Regions from separate parts of the Mus musculus genome. Here regions 1, 2 and 4 are each linked to region 3. Evidence: chromatin contacts called from public Hi-C and HiChIP or PLAC-seq data. All regions are on one chromosome and are shown on one strand. Each heading gives the region's core, a stretch centred on a gene start, on an enhancer-like site or on the middle of the called end of the contact. The rest is flanking DNA. Distances are from core to core; before and after follow the strand shown. Region 1 has its middle 23 kb from the start of Gcm1. Region 2 overlaps Cilk1 (ciliogenesis associated kinase 1). Region 3 holds the start of Gclc (glutamate-cysteine ligase, catalytic subunit). Region 4 overlaps 5730403I07Rik (RIKEN cDNA 5730403I07 gene).

Region 1 (7,333 bases), core at 3,317-5,816, 320 kb before region 3:
TGGTTTTGCCACTAGATGTCACTCCTGTCCCGGTTTTTAATATATTACTTTGTGGTGTTGGCCTGTGTGTGTGTGTGTGTGTGTGTGTGTGTGTGTGTGTGTTGGGCAGAGTGTATGCCTGGGTTTTTAATATATTACTTTGTGGTGTTGGCCTGTGTGATGTGTGTGTGATGTGTGTGTGGTGTGTGTGTGTGTGTGTGATGTGTGTGGTGTGTGTGTGTGTGTGTGTGTGTGTGATGTGTGTGTGGTGTGTGTGTGTGTGTGTGTGTGTGTGTGTGTTGGGCAGAGTGTCCGGGTTTTTAATATATTACTTTGTGGTGTTGGCCTGTGTGTGTGTGTGTGTGTGTGTGTTGGGCAGAGTGTATGTCTGTTTGTCAGACTGAGAAACAGTCAGTCCTGAAGAAACTCCATCAGCACCAAGGCTTCTGTCTTAGTTAGGGGTTTCCATTGCTTCTTGGGGAAGAAAAGGTTTCTTAGTGCATACTCCATCACTAAGGGATGTCAGGGCAGGAACCAGGAGGCAGGAGCTGATGCAGAGGCCATGGAGGAGTACTGCTTACTGGCTTGCTACATACACCTGCTTTCTTATAGCACCCAGAAACAATATGTCCAGGGGCACCTCCCACAAGGACTGGGCCCTCCCACATCAATCACTAATTAAGAAAATGCACTACAATCAGCCTTTCATCAGATAAAAGCTTGGGTTGGAAACTTCATTGTCCTTGTTCTTAGTTTTTGTTTTATTTTTCTAGCATACAAGATTAGTGTCAAGAAACCCCACTCATCTCCCTGATGTTCCTGTGAAGCCACTTTGTAGGAGGTCACAGTGTCTCATTCACACTGCCAGGGCTCCAGAGGCCTTGGGAATATGCATGATTTTTGCATTGACGGAGGCTTGTTGTTAGGAGTAGCTAGTGAGCCATTTCTATCCAAGTCCGCATGCCAGTGTCTACTTTTCTCAATCAGTTTGATTTCCTTGATGACTGGCATGGACCAAATCCAGGCTGGAGAGATGGGAAGGCCAGTCTTCTTACAGATTCTTCAGTGCCACTATCCCTGGGCCGACACAGTTTTTAAAGAAAGTGCAGAGGACGGCCAACAACTAGGCTAGACAGTTGTCACATCCTAGGTCCCCGCCCAGTTTACCTTCTATATTTAATGCCCAACTTCATTTTAGCTGGCCACCTAGGTTCTATTGCTTCTCTCTCGCCCTCCCTTCTTCCCCCTCCCTCCCTCTTTAGTATACCTTTAGCCCCAGCTCCCTCGCCCCCATCTTTCTCCCTACAGTCCCAACTCCTATTGACGTTCCTTCCCCTCCATCCTCCCCACCACCATACTACTACTTACTAGACTTACAGTGTTTGCTTTCTTCTTTCACTCCCCACCCCCTTATACCCACAATAACTAATATTACCACACACGGTGCTGACAATGCCCCTGTCCTCGTGAAAATGACTAGCACATAAGGGAGTGGTTGTTGTCTGGTTGACTGTGACTTTGTGTTCACAGTAGGTCTACCCATGAATACTCACTGCTGTTGCAGGAGGTGGCTAGGAGATAATCTAATGTCCTTCCCAGAAGTTATACAGGGGGAAATAACATGTCAACCCTATTACATCCAGTCTAGTCCCACCCAAACATTACAAATACTCGTGACTGAAAGAAGAAAGATGACCTAAACCATTAAGGAAAAAAAAATTCAAACAACTCTCTGACTTTTGATGTGAAAATCCCAGATAAAAACCATACATGACATGAAAACCAAGATAGTGTGTCTCCTCCAAGGTCTACCGATCCTGGAGTCCATGACCCAGTGAGAGTGACAGACACGAAATCCTGGACAGAAACCTCAGAGGAATGAGAAGTATGTTCAAAGAAATGAATGGATGCCTGAATGAAATGAAGTCAATTCAGAGTATGAAGATGGAATTTAGGGAAGAGATGGAGACCCTGACGTAGGACTGTGACATGACTCAGCAGGCGAAGACCCTTGCCAGGAAGCCTGACGGCTGACTTTGGTTCCCAGAACCTACATGGTGGAAGGAGAAGACTGACCCCTGCAAGTTATCATCGGAGCTCCCCAAGTACTTGACGGCATCAACATGCACACATATGACTCTGCATAAACAAGTAAATAAATTGTAAAATAAATAAATATTGGGGAAAATCACATTGAAATGATGCTGGAGACGATGATGGCAGTAAGTCAAGGAAAAATCTCAGTGGAAAGTCTTTGTTGACCCAACATCCATCGTTTTACATCAAAAGATGCCTGACCTTGGGGCCTTGGAAAAACATGAGCAGGTCAAACTCAAAAGCATCAGGTGCAAGAATAACTAAGACAGGGAAGAAATGAAGAAATAGAAACAATAAGACAACCACAAAGCCAATGAAATAAAATTGGTTCATGGAGCGATAAACAAGACTGATAAAACTCAGCCAAACCAGGGCTGGAGAGATGACTCAGCGGTTAAGAGCACTGATTGCTCTTCCAGAGGTCCTGAGTTCAATCCCCAGCAACCACATGGTAGCTCACAACCATCTGTAATGGGATCCAAGGCACTCTTCTGGCGTGTCCAAAGATGGCTACAGTATACTCACATGCATGAAATAAATAGAAAAATGTTTAAAAAAAACAAACAAACAAATCTCAGCCAAACTGATCAAAAGAGAGAAGATCCAAATAAATAAATTTAGACTTTAAAAGATAGGAATTACAACAATAAAAATGAAGTTCATATAATCATGAGGAGGATATACCTTAAAACTTATCGTCCACTAAGCCAGGAGATTGGTGACTTTCTCGGTGCATATAATCTACTAAAGTTAAACCAGGATGAGATAAAAAAAAAATTAAACAAACATCAAAATTGAAGCAAAATAAATCCAAGTCTAGGTGGATTCACTATAATCCTCGAAGAAGAATTAACCCTGACCCTCCTCACACCTATCCATAAAATAGAAAAAGAAGGAACACCTCCAAATGTATTTTGCAAAGCTGGCATTACCATGAAAAACCAGAGGCATGATCTGTAACTGACCACGCCTGTGGTGGCGGACACAGGAGAGCAGGGATTCTGGGAGGGTGATAATGATTAATAATAATAATAATATAATGATAGCAACAACAACAATAATCTCCAAGGAATTAAAAGTCAGTCTTGTTGGTTCTTAAAGGAAGTGACATCTTCAGTAAGTGTAGAAAATTGCCCAGATCTCTATGACAGACTTTACTTCAGAATAATAAATAAATAAATAAATAAATAAATAAATAAATAAGAAGGGCCCAGACTTTCCTCCCTAATGAAGCCTAATGAAAACCTGCTTGTACTAACCTATTCTTTCCCATTCAGAAGCTTATCACAGTAGATCTTAATTGTTTGATTAATTAGAGTCAGAAGTGAAATTGTGCCAGGCACAGTAGGAAGAGATTAAGTAGATGGTGGAGTGGTGGAACAGAAGGAAGAGCGAATAGGAGGTGGAGAAACAGAAGACGAGGAAAAAGAGCTGAGTAGTTTATGTGCTGTGAAGAGAGACAGAATTGGAAACAACAGCAGAATATCAGAAGAGTCCAGGTGGGAATCCAGTATTGATATAGCATACTAGAAGCCAGGGGCCTCGAAACAGACCAATGACTCATTGCAATGAACATTTGCAAGTAAAGATGTGTGGACAAAAGGGAATACCGTGTGACATACTGTGACACACTACAGCTTCCACAAGATTTTTTTTTCTTTTGTGGGGGAGGTTACAAGGGCAGAAGGCAGACGTGATGATGGGACAGGAAAATGAGTAGGATTGGGGTTCATGATGTGAAATTCACAAATAATCAATAAAACATTAAAAAAGATTTATCCACAGGCCTTTGTTAAGACCTAATTAGGTATACCTTTTAAATTATAGGTTTTTTTTTAAAGATTTATTTATTTATTTATTATATGTAAGTACACTGTAGCTGTCTTTAGACACACCAGAAGAGGGTGTCAGATCTCATTACGGATGGTTGTGAGCCACCATGTGGTTTCTGGGATTTGAACTCAGGACCTTCGGAAGAGCAGTCAGTGCTCTTAACCGCTGAGCCATCTCTCCAGTCCTTAAATTATGTTTCTAAAATGAAAAATAATTAAATCACTTTCCATTTCCCTTTCCTCTCTTCAACACCTCCCTCCACTGCGCCTTTACTCTCCATTTGGTAGCCTCTTTCTCTTTGACTATTATTGTTACATACATATCTTTGTGGTGTGTGTGTGTGTGTGTGTGTGTGTGTGCGCGCGCGCGCGGTTGAACAGCCTGTTGATCCTGGAAACAAGCCTCCACAGCTGATTCATCACAAAGCCGACCACTGCCTGCACTCAGCCCCTTCTGCAAACAGAGCTGAGAAAATTGGACACACACCCGCAGAAGACAAAAACCTAACCCTTGCCTCTCATCCTTGCAAAATTTAAGCCTAAAAGTAAGGATTCAAACTCTGAAATTTCTAGAAGGAAGTGCTGGGGGAGATTCTTCAAGATAGTCCTACGTTCAGTGACTTCCTGGGTGAAACCCGCAAAAGCCCAGGAAACAGAAGCGTAAAAATGACAGTATTAAATGAAACCAAAAAGCTCTGAATGGCCCAGAAAACAGGAGTGATGGTGTGATCTTCACACCAGGAGGAAATGGTTGCAGGCTATTCGTTTGACAGGGAGTTAATATACAGAAAATGCACAGCACTCAAAAAAAATGTTAAAAATAAGCAAGTGATCTATAATGTTTAAAAGAGGAAATCAGCTGGGTGGTGGTGGCCTACGCCTTTAATCCTAGCACTTGGGAAGCAGAGGCAGGTGGATTTCTGAGTTTGAGGCCAGCCTGGTCTACAAAGTGAGTTCCAGGACTGCACAGAGAAACCCTGTCTTGAAAAACAACAACAATAACAAAAAAAAAAAAAAAACCAAACCAAAAAAAAAAAAAAAGAGGAAATCAAGGGGCTGGAGAGATGGCTCAGTGGTTAAGAGCTGTCTGCTCTCCCAGAGGGCTCAGTTCAATTCCCAAGGCCCACAAGGCAGCTCACAACTCTCTGTAAGTCCACTTCCAGAGCATCTGACACCCTCACACAGACATACTCGTGTGTAAAACACCAATGCGCATTTAAAAACAAGCAAACCAACCCTGTAACAAAAGAAGAAATAGAAATGGCCTAAAATATATGAATTTTCTCACTATGAATATGCATCGCAGAAGTGCAGTGAGATACCACCTCGCATCAGTTTGAAAGGCTGTCTTCAGAGTCCGTCATGGGGACATTTATCTGTAATCCTCAGTTTAGGAGGCTGAGATAGGAGGTTCACAAGTTTGAGGCCAGCCTGGGCTCTCTAGTGAGACACTGTTTAAAATCAACTAATCCCATCATTAAATGCAAAAGGAGATGGGGGAAAGGAACTCAAGATGAACTGCTGACTGCAAGTAAGTACAGCACAAGAGAGAGCAATACGCAAGCTCCTCACGGTTCTGGCTACATTCTGTCGCTGGGATAAAACGCTGACTGAGGGCAACTAAAAGGAGGAGAGCATCTGTCTCATCTGTCACTTTCAGGTCACAGTCCATCTCTGGGAGAAGTCAGGGCCAGAAATCAAAGGCCGAACCCAATAGCAAGACTGATTGCTATCCTAGGGTACATTACCTCTGACTGGGGAACTCACAGCCAAGGCAGTACATCAGAAACCATGGAGGAAGGGTCCCTGTGGCTCCCTCACATGCTTAACTAGGTTTCTTACGCAACCCAGGCAGGATGACCTGTCTGGGGAATGGTACTGCTCACAGTGGGCTGAGACCTCCTACATCAATTGACAATCAAGACCAACCTTCACAGACACACACTCAGACCATCCTCAAGTGAGATTCCCTCCCAGGTAATGCGAAGTTGACAGTCAAAGCTAACCAGGACACTCATAAAACTGAGGCAGGTCTATTTAGTGGGTCTGGATCCAAAGAAGATCACGTCAGCATTGCGGAAATTATGACAGGGATGTCTTTGAGGCACTATTACTAAGTATACTCTTACCACAGCCACAGTCCATGAGCTACATCGGCACTTCTCAAACCCCATGCCTCCATTCTAAGAGTTCCTTAACTAACGGATGGTTATTACTAAAGAAGAAAAATGAAAATCAATTACACCCAGCTGAGGACTCTGCAAGCTAGCTACAATAACAAAGATACACAATAGTGGCAGGAACATAATGAGAGTAACCAACCACTCCATCATATGAAACCCATACCTGGCACTAATATTGAGGCAAGAACCTATGGATAAGCAAGCCATAAGCCCTAGGGGAAAACTTACTATAATTTTTGCTGCTCCCTGATCAATGAATATACTATTAAATTGTCTCAAAATGACTTATCTTTATACTCATTGATCAGTGTATCAGTCAACTGTCACCTGAGAAACTTCTATTTGCAGTAGATGGTGACTAACCTGGGAACCCACAACTGGCCAAGGTTCAGAGAACAAAGGACTACAGAGTTCTAAGCCCTAAAGAGAACATATATCTCCCACCCCATGATCATTGTGGAAGAAGGAAAGACCTAAGAGCCAGAAACCGCAGATGACTAGACAGAAATATCTTGTGGGCACAGCAGGCAGTTGTATATGAACTCACAGTGCTTACGGCAATGTGCAGAAACCCTGTGCAGGCTCCTGCCACCACAAATGCCATCGTGGAGAGGGGATGTGGTCACAGTCCTGCCCCTCGCCATGGACCAGATGACATTTGTTGGGTACTGGGAAAACTAGCAGTTTTCTCTAAGAGAGCAAGCAGCCTCTTATAAGCTGACTGTGCTACAGTGGAAGACTACACATCCAAGAATATTGGGGCAGCACAAATTGGCCTTGAAGGGTGTGAGAGAAAAAGAGGACAGTATCGGGCATGTAGGCCAGTGGGGGTGGAACTGAGAAGCGTCGGGTGGCTGGATATAATTGAAACAATTGTGTAAAATTTAAAACTCTCAAATAATTGGTAAAAAGTTTAATAAAAAGGAAAGGGAGGGATGGGATGCAGGCTGTTGTATGACATTTCCAAGATATTTGTAAGTTGACTTCATGTTAAAAGAAAAGCAAAGATCATCAGGGGTCTAACTGGCCGGCCACGCTTCCATCTTTGATATATAGTTTCAATCAGAACTGTGAGATTGCATTCTCGGTTCTGGCTGGTTTTACACTGACTTATTGGTGCATTTTTACCTCTAGCTTATCCTCTGGGTCCTCTGCTTAGGCAGGAGGTACAGTTTCCTCTGGGCATCTGCCCATTCCTCACCTTTGCTCTGTCGGCACAGACACACCCCCTCTCTGCTCTCT
Region 2 (6,806 bases), core at 2,229-4,728, 370 kb before region 3:
CCACAGGATTTTCCAAGTCTGCAAAGTGATATTAGAGAAAAGATCAGGCTCCCTCTGGACGGACAGCTCCTGAGATTAGGACCACTCAGCTCAGGGAGCCATTTTCTTCTCCACAATTGTTTTCCACACTGAAAAAATAAAGTGGGGTTAGTCAGGTTAGCACCAGGCAGGAGGTCAACCAAAAATCAACTCTAAGCATACTCAAGCAAGAAGAGGTTGGATATGTTTGGGATCAGTACTACTCAGTTATTACTTTTGTGGTCCAAACATGATGGATTCTTGTCCTCAGTTGAAAGCAGAGAAGGGATGCTCCGTTGCTCTGGGACACAGCAGGGTGATGGACAGTGCCAAGAAGAAGAAAGGATGCTTCTGCCGGTGCCATCGAGCCCACTCCACAGTTAGCAACATTAGCTAACAGATTCTGATTGGATTCAGACCAGCACATTCGGGCCTTGAAGCCACCTGCTCTAGCCTAGGCATACATTAGAGCCCGGCAAAGACAAAGTGCTTCCTACTAAGAACTATTTAGAGATGGGGCTACAGCACCAGCACACGGTACCGAAAGGGAAGTGAGTGGGTGAGGGCAGAGGAGGGCTGTAAGGGGGAGTAAGACGGGTGACAGGGAAGCAGCCTGAGTTTCTGTCTTGAGCATGGTTGTGTAAAGCTGCACTAGTGAGAGCACACAGGGCCCTCTGTAACTGGGAGGCATCAACTACAAAGGCAAGACTCTCATCTGTTAGGATAAACTGAAAGACGTAGGCTCAGCCCTGTCTACCATTAGCAGGACTGCCGGACATTCCCTGAACACATCGGCCTTTGGTTTCTCGCTGAATGACCTAACACTAGACTCACTATCCCATCAAGGAGAGCTAAAAGCAACCCAGATACAGCGGCTGAAGGTTATACTGACAGGCAGGTGACAAACTGTCTTTCATTAGCAGCATAGGTACTGGGGAACAATGTTTGGCACAAACACCTGAAGAGGAGAAATGATATATTTTAGTTCATAGTTTCAGATGTTTCAACCCACGGTTGGCTGGCTTGGCTGTTTTTGGACTGTGGGAAGGCAGAACACTGTGACCCAAAAAAGATGTGTTGTCAGGCTTGTCCAACCTCTGACACTGTGAAACCATAGTGCGTACGAAGCTCACACGCAACAAACGCACAATCATGTTACAGAAAAACAAAACATAAAAATATCTCCTAAGGTTTTAAGTTTATGATTTACGTTGGGATGTATTTGCCCTTATCCTCTGTCGTGTATCCTTTAGCCAGAGGGTGAGCACGCCCGTTGAGAGCAAAGCTACACTCACAGCTGTCAGGAAGTAGAAAGAGACACAAGGGGCCTGGGACAAGATATGTCCTAGAGGACACACCCTCGGTGGTCTACTTCCTCCAACTAGGACCAACCCTCCAGAGGTCCCTGTCATCATCCAATGCTGCTATCAATCAGGAATCCACTGGTTAGGTCAGAGCCTGCAGGATCCAGCCAGCACTCAATGGTTATATCTGCCAGCTGGGAACCAAGAACTCAGCCATGAGCCGCTTTATCTCTAAGCCATACAGTCATAAAGACTGAGCAGGCTATAGTCACAGACGTGTACAAGAGGTCACTGTGTACTTGCCTGAAGTTCACTTTGTGCCTGCTTCCACTCTGTGTTTCCATTTTGAAAGAGCGCACGCTATAAATACAACATAAGGTCACCATAAGAAATACCCAAAATTTACTCTGGTGTCACTCAGAGATGTCTGGAGAACTAGTTGGCCAAAACAGAGGCTTCCCCTCTTTGCCCCAGAGTATCTCTATGTGTAGTTTCTCTTGGGCTTTTAAGATCCCTGTATTGGGGCTAAGAATGTAGCTCCATGGGTAGAGTGCTTTCCAAGCTTGGCTCAGTCCCCAGTACTGTGTCAACTGAGTACCGTGGTCCTTGCCTGTAATCCTGTCACTACTAACATGAGGCAGGAGGAGCTGACACTCAAGGTCATCCTTGGCCACAAGTTTGACACTAGCCTGAAATACATGAGACTGTGTTTCAAAACAACCAGAAGTAGCCACAAAACTACTTAGTATCTAACCGTATGGAGTCCAGGTTCCAATTCAAGTCTCTTGCTCCTCTCTATCACATTTACCCATGATTCACTGGGACTTCAGTCTAACAGCAGAGAGCAGCTTCAGATCACTGAGTTCCTTACAATTTGGTCAAAAGGCCAACTAATATCTTTTTCTACAGTTGTGAGGTTATCCACATTTGTGTATCCACATTTGTGATGCATAATACAGGTGGATATTGCATGTCCGTGGGGGAAGGCTCCAAGTTAAGAACTGCCTCCTCTTTCCTAGGTCAACTCACACACCCGTCTCAGACGTCTGTCCGGTGCCGTGGACAGACACAGCGAAGGATCCCTGCTCACGGTATCCTCACAGCCCATTCTCACCTGTGCAGCCCTGCTGGATGGTGAGTGACCCAGTGGACAGTTCTCTACAGGGATGCAGCCCACACCTCTCTGTTCTGTGTGCCTTTCTGCACACAGCAGGTTCTCAAAGGCTGGCCCAAATGTGAAGTTTAGACCTCGCTATTTATTTTCTGTACCTCCTTGGGTACAGAAAAACTCTCAGCGTGTCTCTTTCTTCAAGGACAAAACAAAGATCAGGATCTCATTTGAGCTCTCTGGAAGCAGTCTGAAGTTCTGAAGCAGCAGAAGAGTGGACACCGCAGAGCCTCCAGTCACAGGGAGGCCCCTCCATGCTGTTCCAGGAGCCTTTAGTGTTTGGGCAATGCTCTATCTAAACAGAAAGAGGCTTTCTTTCAAAGAGTTCTGGCAAATGTTTGAAATGTTACTGTTTTCCTAGCGAGGTGACGCTGGTGAAGACCTTCCTGTGCCCTGCCCCAGTTCCCTCTCCCCAGTTTCACAGGACATCTGCTCATGAGCAGGCACTCCCGTCAGGCACCCTGTTCATTCACAGCCCAGAAAACAGGCCGGGGACAGCGGAACTGCAGTCCATTCTTTATTTTGGAACCTTGATGGTCAAGGAATCAATGTCACATTTACACACACACACACACACACACACACACACACCTTCTCACAGCACTTCTGAAAATTAGGCTTCTAATGACTTTCTGAATCCGAGTTCAAATGTGTAACAAACTTAAGAGAGTAACTTAACACTGCGATTTCTTTATAAGCTGCCTAAAAATAGCAAATGTCTCTCATATCTCTCTCTCTAGGAATTCTTCCCCTGTATACACTTTAGCGAACAAATCTTACAAGCATTTGGTCTCTTGGACAACTTGGTTTTCCTGAATTAGGAACAGCAGCTAGGAGCCCAGAAGACCCTTCTCTACAGAGAATCTGGCTTGGCTGTAGCACCAAAAAGGAGCGCATTGAATATGCCTTCAGCCACTGCACTGAGGGCACAGAGAGGAGGAAATCTTCTACGCCCAGGAACTGTTTCCTGATCTCCACCTTGGCATTATTGACTGTTCTCATTGCTGAGACAACGCCCCACTAAAGCAACAAAAGCAATCCTTAAGGAAGGAAGTGTTCCTTTAGACTCGGGAAAGTCACAACGAGGACGGAAGGAGGTGGCTGGTCACATGGCATCTGCAGTGGGAGGCAGGGAGAGGTGAGTGGCAGGAATCGGAGTCTTTTCTCATTTTTACTGGGTCCCAGACCCCAGCCTTGGGATGGAACCGCCCACATCCAGGTTGGGTCTTCCCTGATAAGTTTTTCAGGAAACACAGACACATCTGGTGTTACGGTTCCATGATAATTCTAAACCTTGTCAGGTTGGAATTACAACATGTTTAATTTAGGAATGACCATAACTCAGTTTACCATGCTTCACTAAAATGCACTAAGGATAAAACAGCGGCTTAGTAGAAGAATAAAAACAGAACAGGGCTCAGTAAACCTTTTCTGCAGAAGAGACAATAAACACTTGAGGCTCCAGGGGCTGCACAGCTCCGTTACAACTGCTCACCTTTGCACCTGTCAGGGGGGTCACATAAACAAATGGCACGGACTTACAGCTTCATTCAGAAAAACTACAGTTTCCTAGCTCCAAACAGGAAATCCCTGAGTAAATGGAAACACTCTCCATACAACTTGTCTTACAAGGCCACACTTATAAAAGTATAGTTATCCATCCCCACACTCTGAGGGCAGAGGTTTTAATACACTCGTGACTGCGGTCTTAGCGTTAAGAATCTGGCAGTCAGAGGGACACAGAATAGCTATCACAAAGACGTGTCGCTGAGCACTTTACAGATCTGTGAGGTGTCATTCTGATTGTAGGTGATGTCCCTGAATCAGTGAGCTCCTCCCGTGACCATTCTTCCCAGCCTCCTTCTGGCAAAACTGGTCAACCATATTAGGACTTGGCACAAAAAGATGGGTCCCTCTAAAATGTTCGCAGTAATTTTGAGAAACACGTATATCTCAAAAGATCTTGTTTTCCTTCGGTTTCATCTGAAATCATTCTCTGATAAACTTACTTATAAAGAAAGTCTGAGAGGACAAAAGCATTAACTATCACTTTTATGAACTACGAGTCTAGGAAGAAGCATGCTGCTTTGGCATATTTGTGTATAGATGGTATTTGTATACACTATAAACATAGACTACAGCTTACAGGCGCAGTTAGAGGGTAATTCCATCGAGTGTTTTTATTATGTCTGCATTTCAACTACAATCTATTACAGAATCAGGTATGAAAGTCATAAAAGTCCAATTGTGCGTGTCCCATTTTTGATCCACCTTGGATTTTGATATTTTGGTTAGAGAGAGTACTGTCAAGTACGTAACTGTAAATCTTCATCTTAGTTCTGGAAAACTGCATGTTTACTATGTTTTCTTTTAAGTTTTAGATTTAATTACTTTATGCATATGACTGTTTCAACTGCAGGTATATGCATATGCATGCTTGGTGAAGACCAGAAGAGAGTTATTTTGTGTGCATGGATAGAGGCATTCCATGGAGTATGTTATGTGTAGAGGTCAGAGGATAACTGTAGGGAGTTGGTCTCTCCTTCTACTATGCAGATCCCAGGGAATCATATATTTCTTCATCATATTAAAAATATTTTATATGCATGAGTGTTTTGCCTGCATATATATCTGTGTGTCATGTGTGTACTGTGCCCATGAAGGATATGGTTATATCCTGAATATGCTATACCTATGTTATATAAAACTACTTATGAAAATATTCATTCAAAAAATGTGTGTTTCAGTTGGGTATGGTAATCACAGTACTTAAGAGGTAGAGGCAGGAGCATCACTATGAACTTGAGGCTAGCCTAGGCAACATGAAAAATACCAGGACCAACACAGATTAGAGAATGAGACTGTCTCAAAATAATAATAATAATAAAAATGTAAAAGGTGTGTTTCTCACATACCCCCAGTTATCACCAGCCTTAAGTGGCCACAAATGTCTTCCACCATAGGGGAAAGAATTGAATGAAATATGAAGCACTACATGGCCATTTCATCTTAAAAACTGAGGATGCCAAGCTGAACATCTAGGAGAATATTTAAAGTATGGAAATATATACCTGAATGCTAACTAGTATAGATTTAAGTGCTATGTTCAGTTGGATCTCAATTCCAACTGTAACAGCAAGTGATGGACCGGCCTGCCTCCATCTTGGGCTTGAAAGCCATCTCATAATAAAGACAAACAAACTAGGTTCATTCCTGTTTATGATTAAATCTTTTTCTCAAACATTGGGCTATGCCCCACCTGTAACCATAACTACAAATCGTTCTGTACTGTCTGTTCCAAGAACCAGCTACCGTGTCCTTTTTTCAGAAGTTACCATGCCCACCTTGCCACCTTGCCTTGGTTTTAGGAGGTTGTTATGACTGCCTTGCTATGTGCTGCTTCTGTAACCCCACCTGTTGGCTTGCTGAATCCCTCATTTGGGAAATTCCCTCCCCTGAGCTATAAAAACCCTTATCTTGTCATGTTCAATGCCAACCTCTTGAATCCCACCTCAGGGATAGGCAGTTCATGTACAAGGAAAGCTTGCTTTAATTAAATTAATTTGGCCATGATGACTTGGGTGGGTGGTCTTTCTCTTCCCATCTTTGGGATCAACACACGGAAACTGGAAATTCTTCTTTCTGTGTGTAAACTTGAAGATCATCCAACACCACACCTTTGCAGAAGAGGTCAGAGACCCCACTAACAAGCATCAAGACTTTATCATCTTCAGAGTAGCATACTTTTAAATGTGAAAATGTAAACAGGGCTGGAGAGATGGCTCAGTGGTTAAGAGCACGGACTGCTCTTCCAAAGGTCCTGAGTTCAAATCCCAGCAACCACATGGTGGCTCACAACCATCCGTAATGAGATCTGACACCCTCTTCTGGTGTGTCTGAAGACAGCTACAGCATACTTAGATATTATAATAAATAAATCTTTTAAAAAATGTAAACAACCTTTCCTCTACCAAAGGTGCATCAAATGCTCCCACGAACCTTGGAAAAAGACTCATGAATATTTTCCTAATCCTGAACCAACACTCAATTTCACAGAACAACACAGAATGTGGATATGGTCTGTACATGAGTCTGCGAATTACACTTCCTTCGAAGAGCTCACCTTTCAAAGTATGGAAGACACTTCAGGAACTCCATAAGGAAATTAGGATGGCAAGGGTTCAGCGTGGGCTGGACATTTCCCTGATAGGTCGAATAGGACAATGTTCCTCTCACGGGCCGGCAGCTCAGGGTGAGCAGAGAAAGTGTCAGAGCACTGAGAGTCGCCATCTCCGAGACAGTCGGACTTCTTTTAC
Region 3 (6,548 bases), core at 2,055-4,554:
TCAAGTCTATGTCCCCCATAGATACAATGTCGACCTTCCTAATGCTGAGACCCTTTAATACAGTTTTCATGTTTTGGTGACCCCCACCATAAAATTATTTTCATGCTACTTAATAACTGTAATTTTGCTACTGTTATGAATCTTAATATAAACACCTGATATGCAGGATATCTGATATGTGACCCTCCCATTGTATTTGGTACTGTGCCTATCCAGTGCAACACACCACATCTAAAACACTTCTCCCCGGCAGAGCTAGCCTCATCTCCAGGGCCCACACCACCCACCACACCTTCTCCCTCTTATCTACTTAGTCTGTCTCTCAGTTACTCTCTTCAGACATCTCTGTGTGACAGTAAGTTCCCACTGTGCACAGGGACTTGTGATAACTTCTGCTCTTGTACATAAGGCTGACATCATCTTCTGGGCATGAGACTGCCAGAAGAAATATAAAAGTACCACAAGAGAGGCTAGGTGTGTGTACTCCAAAAGTCATGAAGCCCCTGGAGGGGAGAGACCAAGGCTTCACTGAAGTGTCGTTCAGGAGCACCAGAACGGTGGGGGCTTCTCCTTACCATCTAGGAACTTCTCACAGTTCTAATCCTTCCAGTGTCAGGCTATTTCAAAGGAAACGTCCAACACTGGAAGGTTGGGGGGGGGGGGGAATCAGTTCATAGATTTTTTTTTTTCTTCTCATATGTTTACATTTTTTTCCATTTTTTATTAGGTATTTAGCTCATTTACATTTCCAATGCTATACCAAAGGTCCCCCATACCCACCCACCCCCACTCCCCTACCCACCCACTCCCCCTTTTTGGCCCTGGCTTTCCCCTGTACTGGGGCATATAAAGTTTGCAAGTCCAATGGGCCTCTCTTTCCAGTGATGGCCGACAGTTCATAGATTTCTATGTAACTTATGACAAGAATATTTGCAAAAAGAAATTTGGAAATGCAATATCAGCAGGCGCTAAGTTTTCAAGGGATATTGCTGATGTCATCTAATGTAGGAACAGTGCTAGCCAGGCAACTTACTGTCGGAGGATTACCTGTGGAGTCCAACTTCTCTACAGACCTGCCTAGCATGCTCTGTTCAGGAAGTCTTAACTGTCAGGCAATGATGGTGTACACCTTTAAGCCCAGCACTCAGGAGGCAGAAGCAGGCGGATCTCTGCGTGAGTCTGTGGCCAGCCTGGTCTACACAGTGAGTTTCAGAACAGTCAGGACTACACAGAGAAACCCTGTCTTTAAAAACAGTGTTAATTGGTTGAAATGCTGGGCCCAACATTCTCCCCCTATACAGACAGAATACAAGTGCACAAGATTGCCTGGCTTCTTCAGTCTCCTTGATAAGGATTGTGGGGAGGAAGGTAAACTTGGTACCGACTCTATTCACCAGATCCCGTCACGATGGAAATGTGTGGTACACCTGAGGTCCTGCTCTGCTGTTCCTCTCACACCACTCACTTTACTCGTCTGCCATGGGAAGTCTCTCCAAACAGGCAGTTAGTTGTACATGCTCTTCCTGCCAACAGGGGGAGCGTTTTTTTTTTTTTTTTCTAAAACAGAAAGAAGGATCTGGATCCGGGAGGTTCCTGGTTAGTAGAGAAAAGGCAAGGGGCATGGTGAACCACTGTGCTTCGACTGCACTGAACATCTGCGGATGAAGTTCAACTCCAAATGGTTATAAAGACATTCATTTGTTTTTATTTTTGTCTTTATGGAGTCCTAGCAAGACAGCGAAAAGTAAATTTTTGATTGCTCAACAGTGGCTGGTTCCATGAGAACCTTAAAGGACGCCACAATTTGCTGCTGCCAACTATATATATTTCCTAGTTAGGCCCTAGGAAAAACAAGTGGATAAAACCCATAATATCCCTGCCCTGTATATGATACACGGAACACAAATGAAGAACTGTCAAATGTAAATACACAACAAACTTTGGACTAAAACTGGAGAACTGCCAAACGAGTGTGTCCCTTTCCTGAAAGAAAATGTGGTGATAGACAATTTTTTTTGTAGGAATATATATTAGTCCTAATACTTCCTTAGGCCAAGCATAATTCTTTCAGCTGCAGATGGCAGAATCATCTACCAACATTAGATACAGAAAAACTAACTTTTCGCAAGCTAGTCTATGCCGGTACAGCAACACTTTGAAACTTAGCCCAAGGATAATACTAAACGATAAATACATACAGGAGTGGCACGCTATCTGCCGTAAATGCCAACCCCACACAATAAAGGTCAGACTCAAGAGGTTATTTAACTTTATGTATCTTTTTATCAATGTGCTTATTTAAAAATAGGGGATGCACACACAAAAAAATGTTTTTAGCGTTGCCGCTTTCAGATGGTTCGAACAAATGGGTCCCAGAGATCATGCACAAGTTTTAGCATTGACTGGTAACGCTTAGCTGCTGGCTCTAACCAGTCTTACCTAACCTCTAAGTTGTAAGCATTTACAGTTAAACCGGATAATGAAGTCTCCCGTCTTTTAGGAAGACAACCCCAAGTCCTTAGGTCTAGCAATGTATTTGTTGCAATGTATAACTCTAAAGTTTGCGGACAGATGTGAGATGTGTCAGGCGTTTAAGAAAAAGAGCTAGAGAAAACCGAGGGCCGAAGCAAACACCCTGGAGATTTGAAACGTGATAGCAAGCCAGCCGGGCAAGTCGGTCCTGTACACACTCATCTCCAAGGCGAACAGTGCGACCGGACGCCGGGAGGCAGATATTCACACTCCTCCCGCTCAGGCCCTCCCTGTGTCCGAGCGGCTTGCCTCCCGACAGGAATGAATGAGCCCGAGTGGCCAGCGCCGAGCCCGGGCCGGTGGCGGGGCCGCGGGCGGCCTGGCCGAACAAAGGCGCGCGGGCTCACCTCGTCACCCCACTTGAGCACGTCCTTGTGCCGGTCCTTGACTGCGTGGTAGATGTGCAGGAACTGGAGGATGCCGTGCCTCCGCACGTGGTCGGCGTGGCGCTGGGTCTCTTCCCAGCTCAGTGGCGAGCCTTGGGACAGCAGCCCCATGGCCGCGTCCTCCTCCCGGCCGCAGCTCCGCTCTGGGGGCGCCCTCGGGCCGCGCGGCGGGCGTCCCGTCCGTTCCCGCTCCGGCTCGGACCCCGCCGCGCGGTTGACAGCCCGGGTCGGGGTCTCTCGCCGCCGCCCGGTCTCGCGCTCCCACGCCGGCCCTGCGGCCCTGGCCGCCGCGGCAGCGCTCCACTCGGCGCCGCCGGTGTCGTGCACGGGCTTCCTACTTGCGACCCAAAGCTGCGGCGACACAGAGCATGCCCAGTTCCGCGCCTGCCGCTCCGTGCGCCGCGCTCCAGATTTTATAGGCTGCGGCGGGGGCGGGGAACGAAGCGGCAGGTCGTGGGTGGGGCCTGGGGCGGGGGCGGGGCTGAGGCCGAGGGTGTCCGCGGGGGGGCGGGGCTGTCTGCGAATAAGGACTGAAAAGTCTGGGTCCTAAGAGAAAACTGGGTCAAAAAAAAAAAAAAAAAAAAAAAAAAAAAGGGAGGGGGGGAGAGGGAGAGAGAGAGAGAGAGAGAGCTGAAATATCTGAATATCTGTTCAACTCTGTACTGGTAGAAAGGGTATAAAGTTAAGAGTAATCCTTTTTTTTTTTTTCTTTTTTCTTCTTGGTTTTTCAAGACAGGGTTTCTCTGTGTAGCCCTGGCTGTCCTGGACTGGCTTTGCTGGACTCGAACTCATAGAGATCCTCCTGCCTCCCATGTGCTGGGATCAATTATGTGCACTACCACGCCTGGCTGAGTAATACTGTGTGAGTGTGTGTGCGTGTGTGTGTATGTGTGGTTTTTCGAGACAGGGTTTCTCTGTGTAGCCCTGGCTGTCCTGGAACTCACTCTGTAGTCCAGGCTGGCCTTGAACTCAGAAATCTGCCTGCCTCTGTCTCCCAAGTGTTGGGATTAAAGGCATGTGCCACCACTGCCTGGCTGAGTAATACTTTTTAATAAATGTTGTACGACTCCACATGGCATGGATATGCATAGAGTTGATTGCTGGTTATTTACATGCGTCCATGTATGGGCAGGGATTAGATATATGTATATCATCATTGTAAACCCTGTACGTTAACTATTTGCCAATGGGATCTCTGGTCGGCACAGAGATCACTCACTGTGCAAAAGAGGTCTTGTCTTGTCTTGTCTCCAAGTGTGCAGTGTGAGAAGTTTCTTCAGAAGTTTCCCCACCTTCAGAACCGAAGGTCCATCCAGCGGTGGTCATTCTATTGCTCAGGAGAGCTTTACCCTGAGTGCGGAAGGCTCTGGGAACTGGATTCCGTGGGAACGAAGGGAAGGTACCTTGCCCGAATAGTTATTCGATTAATGTTTTGCAACTGTATAAATATATGCAGTAACTAGATGATCCATTCATGTACAGAGGGCAGAAAACATTTATTACACCCTCCCCCCCCCCACACACACATTGTAACTACATTTTCAACATGTAGTTACTTAGAGACAAGATCTCACTAGATAGCCCAACCTGGCCTTGAACTCCAGGCAGCCATCGTGCCTCAGCCTCCTGAGTGTTGGGATTAGAGGCATGGACTTCCACATTTGCTTTAGATTTAATAGTTAATGAACACTCATCACAACATTCAATGAACACTAATCGATGAATGCATGATAGGAATATTTCCTCATTGAATGAGGCCATCAAAGAGCTTGGGGCCACAGATACTGAAAGTGTGGCTGTGATTTGCACAGTGGAATGCATTTAAGTATGTGCACAGGTTAGATGGCATCTAAAACTGAGGAGACATGATGCTGTCTCTCTCTCGCACATAGCTGGAATAATATTCTTTTAAAAAACCATTCTAACACCACCACCACTCAATCTTCACTACTTACTGCCCACTACCTTATTGTGTCCTCCCCACCATCCTTGCTAGGTTGTTAACTATGTTCTGATCCACCATTCTTTCTTCTTTTCTGGGTGCTGCAGATTCTCCAGCTGATACACTCCTTTGAGTCCTGACTACTCTGTGTTGTGCCTGAATTTGTATCACTATATATGTTGGATACTGGCTTTCCTTAGAGTACCGGTGATGTCTGTGTGTTTGTGTGTGTGTGTGTGTGTGTGTGTGTGTGCGCCCGCGCACGTCTGTGTGTGTATTTTGTACTTCTAGGGAACTGTTCAATATAGACTAGTGTTTAATAAGCCTAGGTTCTCTGTGAGCAGAACAGGTATTGGGAGATGGGGAGAGAAGCTGTTTTACCTGCATGTAAAGTACCCCAAAGAAGATTTGGTTATTCTCAAAGTCTCACCTCACATTTTCATACACCTGCATGACTCAGCAGGACAGCTGCCAGCCTCAAGTGATTATTGAGCATTTGGAATCCTACTGACATGACATAAGAAGTGAACTTTTAGTTGTAGTAAGCTTAATTTTGGGGGGCTGGAGAGATGGCTCAGCGGTTAAGAGCACTGACTGCTTTTCCGAAGGTCCTGAGTTCAAATCCCAGCAACCACATGTTGGCTTACAACCATCTGAACAGCTCCAGTATACTCATAAAAATAAATAAATACATCTTTAAAAAACTTGTTTTAAATGTATTTCAAAATTGATTTCAGTGCCAGTGGTGTCTCCCACCTATAACACCCCCCTCCTCACCACTACCCCCCCCCCACACACACACACTGGATGCTTCGACAGAATTACCACAAATTTGAGGCTAGTCTGGGTTAGAGCAAGACAACAACCAACCCGTTAAAATTTCATCTTTCTCTTGGTAACCGGGACACTTTTACATACATTTGGAACAAGTTGAGAATGTGCACTCGACTTTTTAACTGTAAATTTTATTAAATCAACATGCAAATGAAGTCTGATGAAAATGTAGTGACTCGGGGGATACCAGATTAGAAGACTTACTACAAAAATGAAAATATCTCATTAAAAAATCTAGCCAGGTGATGGTGGTGCATGCTTTTAACTGCAGCACTTGGGAGGCAGAGGCAGAGGCGGAGGTGGAGGCAGAGGCAGAGGCAGGAGGATCTCTGTGAGTTCAAGGATAGCCTGATCTACAGAGTTCCAAGTCAGCCAGGGCCTCAGAGAAACCGTGTCTCAAAAAACCACACACACACACACACACACACACACACACACACACACACACACAACCTTAATAGATTTCAGATATGTTTGGTTAAAATAAATAACCCATTGTTTACATTACCCCCACTAAGTTTCTTCTTCAGTTTTTTAAGGCAGCTACTAAAACAATCTGACATGTCTGTGGCCTCCTGCACTCCACTTAGTTGAAAGAGCTGGTGTAGGCTTTAGTTTACACGTTGGAAAGTACTTTCCCTACACACCTGCTGTTTTCTCACAGAGAGATCATGAAGCAGTCTCTAGGGAGAGTGTCAACTCAGTGTCAGGAGGAAAAAAGATTTGAAAAAAAAAAAAAAGGAACTGATAAGTTCTAGCATAGTCAAATTCTGGCGCGATACTGAACACTGGATTTACTCTGTGATCTGGGTTGCCCTGCACTGAACTGCACCGCTCTCCTCCCGTGCGAGGGT
Region 4 (6,927 bases), core at 3,411-5,910, 370 kb after region 3:
TGTGTGTGCACCTGTGTGTGTGTAGGTCAGAGGTCAATATAAGGTTCACTTCACTTTTTGAGGGTCTTTCCCCAAGCCTGGAACTCATCAGTCAGGTAGGCTGACTGGCAGATGAACTTCAGGAATCTGCCTTTCTCCTATTCCCTCTGTCTTCCCCTTACCACAAGCAGCAGCAGCAGCTTCCATGCCTGGCTTCTGGGTGCGCTGGGGATCTGAGGTCAGGCCCTCAGCCTTGTACAGCAGACCCTTTACTGACAGAACTGTTTCCACAACCCCAAGGATCTCTTTCAGTCAGCTAACCCTTACCTTTTCTTTCGTTCATTTGAGGCTGAAACAACTCCCATCCCATATGCTTGGTTCTTACCTGTAGGAAAATAGTGCCGACCAAGGTTGTCCTTAGTGACCATCACATAGATGACATGAGCGCAGTCTTGGCTCCATGTAGTGAGGAAACCACGCCACAGCCAGGTGTGTGAAGTCACAGGATGGCTTCCCGGCACAGGCTAACTGTTTAGGGTCCTCTGAACTCAGCTCTGTTTTAGAGCTTCTGAATTCTTGGATTGCTCCTTTCCACGCAGTGGTTGTGATGTATATTCTGTGTGTTCCCTTCTCAAGTAAAGTGTCTGTGTGCCCCCTCGAGGCCACAGCCATATAGTATGCCCATTCCCCAGCAGGACTAGAAGAAGTCTGTGTGCTCGAGTCGGCTCTGGATGCTGTGCAGGTTGAGCGGATTGGGGGTACTGCCTAGTTTTGAGATGATATAGTTAATTTCCATCAGTTATAAAAGCAGTCTCAAGTTCTGGGCTCTTGAGAGAAAATACTCAGAGAAGCCTTTTTAAAAATTTTTGTTTTATTATTATTATTATTATTATTATTATTATTATTATTATTATTATTTTTTAACCCCTGACTTTTACCACAAGGTCCGGTGGCATATACTCATTCTCCAAGTTATGCGGTGTGGACATCTAAAAAGTAACGCCGATGCAATGATCCCACGTAGTCCTTGCTGATTCTTGTCACAGGAAGAAATCAAACACCAGCGAAGTCCATGAGTCAGCAAATATGCAGTGACCCAGCCTGGGTCCAGTGTCTCCTCAGCTGGGTGGTTTTCTGTTCTTCCCTTTGACGTTGTATGTGAAATGTGGGTGGAAAGTTCTGACAAGATGTTTTTGTCTTTTTAAGGGTCCCTCGCTGAAACATCAAGTTGCTCAAAGGAAAGTAAGAAATGCCTGGCTTACCTGGAAGAGGCATGCCACCAGAGGTATGACTGAGGGCGAGGTCTAGTGTTTAAACACTGATTAGCGTCTCAGCATTACCCGAGGCTGGGTCATGAGCTGCGGCTTTGATTTACCATTCTCTCTGGAATGAGACCTTTCCAGGAGCTTGTAAGATCGCCTAAATTATGTGTAAATGAGGTAAAACTGTCTGTCTTAAAAGCCACTCTCTTTTTAAAAAGTAGGCATGAGTCTCAAGCTGTACAGTATCAGAGCGTTTAATCGCCTTTTCTAGAATGTTCTGAGTACTTTAAAAGTGAAGAGCAATACTAACTTGAATACGATCTGACTCCCGAAGGTTCTTGGATGAGCACACATACACAGTTTTAAAGAAAACAAATTAGACATTCTGCGCAAGTCATACATGAAGCCTACTATCCCGTTAGGTAAGAAATGGTGAGGGGATGGAGAGAAAACAGGCTCAGATGCCATTTGCCTAGCTGTGAAGGTCCGCTTGGGTGGGAGCCCATGTCCTTCAGCTACATCTTTCTATTTGAGATGTCTCAGCAGCTTCAGTGATATTCTCTTGTTCACGGATGGAAGGGCCGAGGCTGTACCTTTACCTGGCACTGCTCATGTGGTGCCCAGGCTGCATGCGTGTTGGTCCTTACCATCATGCCTAGATGTGTTTGTGTATAGCCAGCGCCACACATTTGCTGCTGATGTCATTCAATGCTCTGAGTTCTGAAGAGGTTTTTTTCTTCCTTTGTGTCCGTCCATACACCAGCTACTGAAAGTAGATCAAAGCCAAACAAAAAGTTAACCACAAATACCAGACAGTAGTGTACTAAAAACTGTGTCATCTGGGAAATGTTTCTCAATATCCAGAGGCAGAGCAGTATGGCCAGGAGGAACTTATTCCGAGAGCCAGAGCATCTATCTAATTTAGAGTCTGCCTGTGACTTAAGTTTTTATTGTTGTCAGGTTCTGTAAAAAGGGCAAACAACACCTGACCTAACTCTGCCTAGGGATGTTAGAAAGCCCACAGGAGCCCATGGAAGAGAGCAACTAAGGGACAGGTTGAGCACCCAAAGCCAGCGGCTAAGCTTCCGGCTACCACAGCCTACAGAGTCTTCACACTTTCTCTTCTGAGAGAAACTGGTTTTTGCTTATTTACAGAGGGTGCATCCATAACCCACAGATGACAGGTCTTCCCAGAGAAAATCTAACAGCACTGGCAATTTTGAAGAGATTTTAAAGCATGTATTTAACCTTCATTAGTGTGAAGAGATGCCAGACCTACCTCCAGAGCGGCTCTGTGCAGTACAGGAGCCTCTGGCCACATGTAGTTACTGTGCACTGGGAATGGGGCACCAATTGTGGTATGCTAGACAGATAGCACACATCTTGGATTTTGAAAGCAATGTAAAAGTCCAAGGATTGAGTTGTTAATACTTTGATTTAACTGCGTTGGGATGATGGTATTTTAGACACACTGACTGGATTACACATAGAAAGATAGTTTACTTGGTTATTTTTACTTTTGGAATGGCTACCAGAGAATTTAAAGGTCCACATGGGACATGCATGTATGGCTCATGTTATCTTTCTGTTGGAGAGCTATTAGTTAGGATTTAGATAGACGCGGGGAAGTCACACAGGGAGAGCACTGCATGCTGGGGCCAGTGCTTTAGGGGCGGTGCCTGTGAACCGGGCTGCTGGCAAGTAGGTGGCCCTACCAGGGATCAAAGAATTGGGACAGGGGATAGGTCTTAGAGAAAGAATACAAGCTGGAAGGAAAGGTTGGTCAGGAAGACGGAAGTTAGCCTAAGCACAGAAGGAAGATTAGGGATTTACAGAGGAACCTGCCTGCAATACAAAGAAAAGGGTGGGGGGGAAGAGGGCAGAGACACCCGGAAGGCACAGATAGTTTGTCTTGATAGAGGTCAAGTTTTGTGAAGCCCACCTAGAATGTTATCATATTACTTGAATAACAAGCCTATTTTACTTACAAAGAATGCTTTAATGTTAGGCATGTATTATCTCAAGGTCCCAACAGATGGCACTGTGTTCCAGGATTGAGAAAAAGGCAAATTGTTGGTTTAGTGATGCTTAAAATTTCAAAATATAACTGCTGTCCTCTCTCTCTCTCTCTCTCTCTCTCTCTCTTTCTCTCTCTCTCTCCCTCCCTTCCCTCCCTTCTTCCCTCCCTCCCTCCCTCCCTCCCTCCCTCCCCCTCCCTCTTACACACACACACACACACACACACACACACACACACACACACACACACACAGAGTTTAGACTGGTTCTTGGACTTCAGAGGGCGGGTTCTTAGGTAAAGACTTCATAATTATCATCTAGAGAAGGACAACTCATGGTAATTATATTCGTACAATATGTTAAATCACTTGGTTAGCCATGTACAGTATAGTATGAATAAGGAAACTTGGCTAGGAACTAATAATTTCTGTAATGGCTGTGACCTTCTATAACCGGTTGGGCTTCAGTCTTGCTACCTTTGAGGTAGTCTCTGGGTTGGTACACTAACATTTCAGGCAGCTGGAGAGAACTAAGAGGATGTCATCTCAGCACAACTTAAATTATAGTGGAAAGTACAATTTAAAGTTTTCTTCTGAAGACGGCACCAAGTTCCACCCTTAGTCTAGAAGCTACTGGAAAGGGGAAAAAAATCAGGTTTCTTTTTCCAATGGAGTGACATTGGGTATATCAGTCACATGCTAGGGCAGGTTCCATGGTCAGGAGTAATTGGTCAACACAAATCAAACCCCATGTTTTGTTTAACTTTTTAAAGGGGGAACGATATGATAAAAAATACATTGCATGAAATTCTTAAAGAAAAAAATAAAAACATAAAAAATAAACAAAGTTCTCCTCTTTCTCATCACGGGGCTGGCGTTTAGCTCTGTAGTGGGCATTGGGCCCCGTCTTGCACTTGTGTCCCATCTTTTCCAGCCCAAGACTCTTAGGTATTCTGTTTTGATAGAGAAAGGCAGCAAGAAGCCTGCGCCTTCCCTAACTAGTGCTGGGTGTATACTCTTCAAGGGCTCCTGCTGATTTTCAGAGCCCTAACTGGTTATAGAAGTTTCGCATGTGGCGGCCAGAAACAGGCAGACTGAGTGACTCTGGAAGCCTTCCAAGGCCTCCCTCATACCCCAGCGCTCCATCAGGAATCTGGCTCCTCCCCTTGCTCTACGAAGACCTCTGAGGTTCCGGTCCTTAGAGGCTTGCTGGTTCTTTTGGCCCAGGTCTGCCATCTTGGGTCATAAACGAGCTCGAAGCCGGGGCCATGCTTCCCTCCTTGCTGTGCATGTGACTCAAGGAAACCCAGCATCCCTCCGGAGCCACGGGCACAGGCTTCGTGCTCATAGCCGCTTCTCTTCAGTTGAGTTTGCGCCTCTCCTGGGAGACAAGCAGCTGTAGAGCTGCGAGAGAAATGCCCTCCCCTTAGCTTCCACCAGAACGAACGGAGGAGAGGTGGGAAGATACTAGCCTCGCTCTGTGGCTCTGGTTTACGTCCAGTCACAGCCTCCTTCGTAAAGAGCATCCTCTAAATACCTAAGCACTGCAGTCTTTATACAGCAGATACTTTGTAACAGGCAAGGGCAAAGACAAGACAAGCACAGGTTACTGTTTGATCGCTACTGGGCAAGATATGGTTGGAATGAGATACTTTGATCCCAGGCTCTGTTTTCTATGTATGGTGTGTGTGAGAGAGAGAGAGAGAGAGAGAGAGAGAGGGAGGGAGGGAGGGAGGGAGGGAGGGAGGGAGGGAGGGAGGGAGAGAGGGAGAGAGAGAGAGAGAGAGAGAGAGAGAGAGAGAGAGAGAGAGAGAGAGAGAGAGGAGAAATGCTGGGTTCTTACTGCAGGCAACAGATCCAGGTGGTGGTGGTGGGGAAGTTTTAGTAAATCCAATACCTGCTTGGCACCCATAGCTCTTTTGGAGTCTATAGCTTCCTTGAGAACATGAAGCATCGTTATTCTTGCTTAGTTTTGTTCCTATGGTATACTCACAGAAGTGAAGTTAGGCCCGCAGACTCTCTAAAAGGCACTCTTCCTGGGGGTTCTTTCAAAGACTGCTTGCAGCTAGCTACATTTCAAAGTCCAAAACCTGTGACCACGTGTCACGAGGTACCCTTAAACCCAAGAGGCGGCTCTGCTGCTTTGGCTCTTGTCTTTCCTCAGCGCCCACTTTTCTTGGGTAGATTGCTTGATTTGTTAATTTTATACGAGAGACGCTTTGAATGTCTATGAAAGCTCAGGGCAGACCTTAGGAAGTCAGGAAAGCAGGTATCTCAGCAAGGCTGTCGAAGTGCTCCTTGTCTCAACCCAAACCAGGATAAAGAACAACAGGTCAGGTAAAGAAGATGACGAAGGGTAATGATCCCCTGTCCAAGTCCCCTCCATGAATCACCGTGTTAGCCAAGACAGTGATGGGCTGCTCCCACCAGTCTCGGTGGAGAACGATTCCCGTTCCCTCTGGCTCTTTGCAGGAGCTAGAGGAGGAACAACGTTTACAGGCATGGGAGGTAGGGCATCACAGAGCAAGCCAATCCCCCTGGATTCCACCCTTCTGTGCTTCTTCACGGAGTCAGGAGGAAGCCAACACCTCCAGAGTTTTAAGGGTTGGAATTTTGTGACAGGCAGTGGAATTAAGATCATACAGATGGTTTTATTTTATTTTATTTTATTTTATTTACCAGCTCAACCCTGAGAGTGATGAAACAAGTGTGGTCCTGATGAATTTGTCCTTCTCTTGCAGGAAAGCGATCCCTCAAAGACAAGCTCATCTGACTGTGCCCATGACTCAACTTCAAAGGCTGCCTCCCTCCAGTCAGTGAAGCCTGCAATCACAGTGAGTTAGCCCCACGTCAGACGTGGATAGCTCTTGGTTGGACTGCTGCTGTATTTCAGCAATACTTTCGCACCATTTCTGTCTGTAACCCTTTACACAGGTCAGAGTAAGTAAATGGAAAGAGATATACTTCTATTTTGTTTTGTTTTACTTTTGACACAGGGTCTTGCTATAAGTTAGCCCAGGCTGGCCTGCAACTCAAGATCCTCTTGCTACAGCCTCCCAAGGGCTGGGGTCTCATGTGTGTTTTTGGTAAAGTCTGTATTACCTTGATAACAATAAAGCTACTTCCTTCTCTTGCTACAACCGAGCCACTGGGAAGATCAGATTGTTTAATTTTTCCAAACCACCACATTAGGGTCCAGCCCAGTGATTTCCCTTGCGCTGAAGCGAAATTCATTTGTAGGTTAGTCGTAAGTGACTACAGTGCACAGCAGGATTTCTGCTGAGATCTGTAAAGCCTGGTATGGGACATCTGCCTTTTCATAGCTCTGTGTTGGTGACATGTGAGCCGTGTGATGTTTACCATGTCACTGGACCAGAGTCGGTGAGTTCTACTGTCCTGTGATTGATTCATAGCAATGAATTATCACTATTTTACTGGCTTTACTTAGGATAAAAATGCATCAATCCTACTATTAGTGGCATTTGTAAACTTGGGGCCCACTGCCCTCAGAGTCAACCTACCTGCCAGGCAACACATGCCATCTTAAACCTTTGTTTTATTTAATTTTTTTTTACATTGCAGCATATTCCTTATTGTATTTCTATGCCCTGCAAATATTTTGGAGGTGTGGAAGAGATAAGATGCCTATATTAAGGAAAACCTTTATG

The links. Hi-C and Micro-C count contacts between places; a contact is called where the count stands out from the background. HiChIP or PLAC-seq counts read pairs in DNA pulled down with a chosen protein or histone mark.
Region 1: an H3K4me3 HiChIP or PLAC-seq map of bone marrow-derived macrophages shows a contact between it and region 3, with 3 times the contacts expected there. The contact joins the enhancer-like site here to the promoter of Gclc in region 3. A contact is called at or near these places in 2 of 39 promoter capture datasets (hippocampal neurons and neutrophils), 6 of 115 datasets of contacts at active chromatin or transcription factors (bone marrow-derived dendritic cells, bone marrow-derived macrophages, effector CD8 T cells and 2 more) and 2 of 9 other capture datasets (adipose tissue and liver).
Region 2: an H3K27ac HiChIP or PLAC-seq map of embryonic stem cells shows a contact between it and region 3, with 2.0 times the contacts expected there. The contact joins the enhancer-like site here to the promoter of Gclc in region 3. A contact is called at or near these places in 2 of 39 promoter capture datasets (embryonic stem cells and macrophages), 4 of 484 Hi-C or Micro-C datasets (erythroblasts, muscle stem cells and natural killer cells), 7 of 115 datasets of contacts at active chromatin or transcription factors (craniofacial prominence, embryonic forebrain, embryonic midbrain and 4 more) and 4 of 9 other capture datasets (adipose tissue, liver, macrophages and 1 more).
Region 4: a Hi-C map of olfactory sensory neurons shows a contact between it and region 3, with 4 times the contacts expected there. The contact joins the enhancer-like site here to the promoter of Gclc in region 3. A contact is called at or near these places in 1 of 39 promoter capture datasets (pre-B cells), 2 of 484 Hi-C or Micro-C datasets (cardiomyocytes and olfactory sensory neurons) and 2 of 115 datasets of contacts at active chromatin or transcription factors (the 230-238 cell line and embryonic stem cells).

What each region holds. Positions count from the first base shown.
Region 1 is chr9:78,071,139-78,078,471 of GRCm38.p6, reverse strand. No RefSeq gene overlaps it. Among named protein-coding and RNA genes, the nearest start is that of Gcm1, 23 kb to the right of the region's middle. Within about 2 kb of position 4,566, at least 27 of the 459 cell types and tissues checked have an H3K27ac peak or open chromatin away from gene starts, as enhancers often do. A contact at or near this core is called in bone marrow-derived macrophages, effector CD8 T cells and memory CD8 T cells, where this site is marked.
Region 2 is chr9:78,118,278-78,125,083 of GRCm38.p6, reverse strand. The region is part of intron 1 of Cilk1 (ciliogenesis associated kinase 1); the gene reads right to left. Among named protein-coding and RNA genes, the nearest start is that of Cilk1, 8.4 kb to the right of the region's middle. Within about 2 kb of position 3,478, at least 33 of the 459 cell types and tissues checked have an H3K27ac peak or open chromatin away from gene starts, as enhancers often do. A contact at or near this core is called in embryonic stem cells and pancreatic cancer cells, where this site is marked.
Region 3 is chr9:77,751,291-77,757,838 of GRCm38.p6, reverse strand. It overlaps Gclc (glutamate-cysteine ligase, catalytic subunit), which reads right to left and starts at 3,304. Exons shown (of 16, transcript NM_010295.2): 1 at 2,880-3,304. The coding sequence starts at 3,029.
Region 4 is chr9:77,383,289-77,390,215 of GRCm38.p6, reverse strand. 5730403I07Rik (RIKEN cDNA 5730403I07 gene) reads left to right here. Exons shown (of 4, transcript NR_040378.1): 2 at 1,186-1,264; 3 at 6,001-6,093. Among named protein-coding and RNA genes, the nearest start is that of 5730403I07Rik, 13 kb to the left of the region's middle. Within about 2 kb of position 4,660, at least 10 of the 459 cell types and tissues checked have an H3K27ac peak or open chromatin away from gene starts, as enhancers often do. A contact at or near this core is called in olfactory sensory neurons, where this site is marked.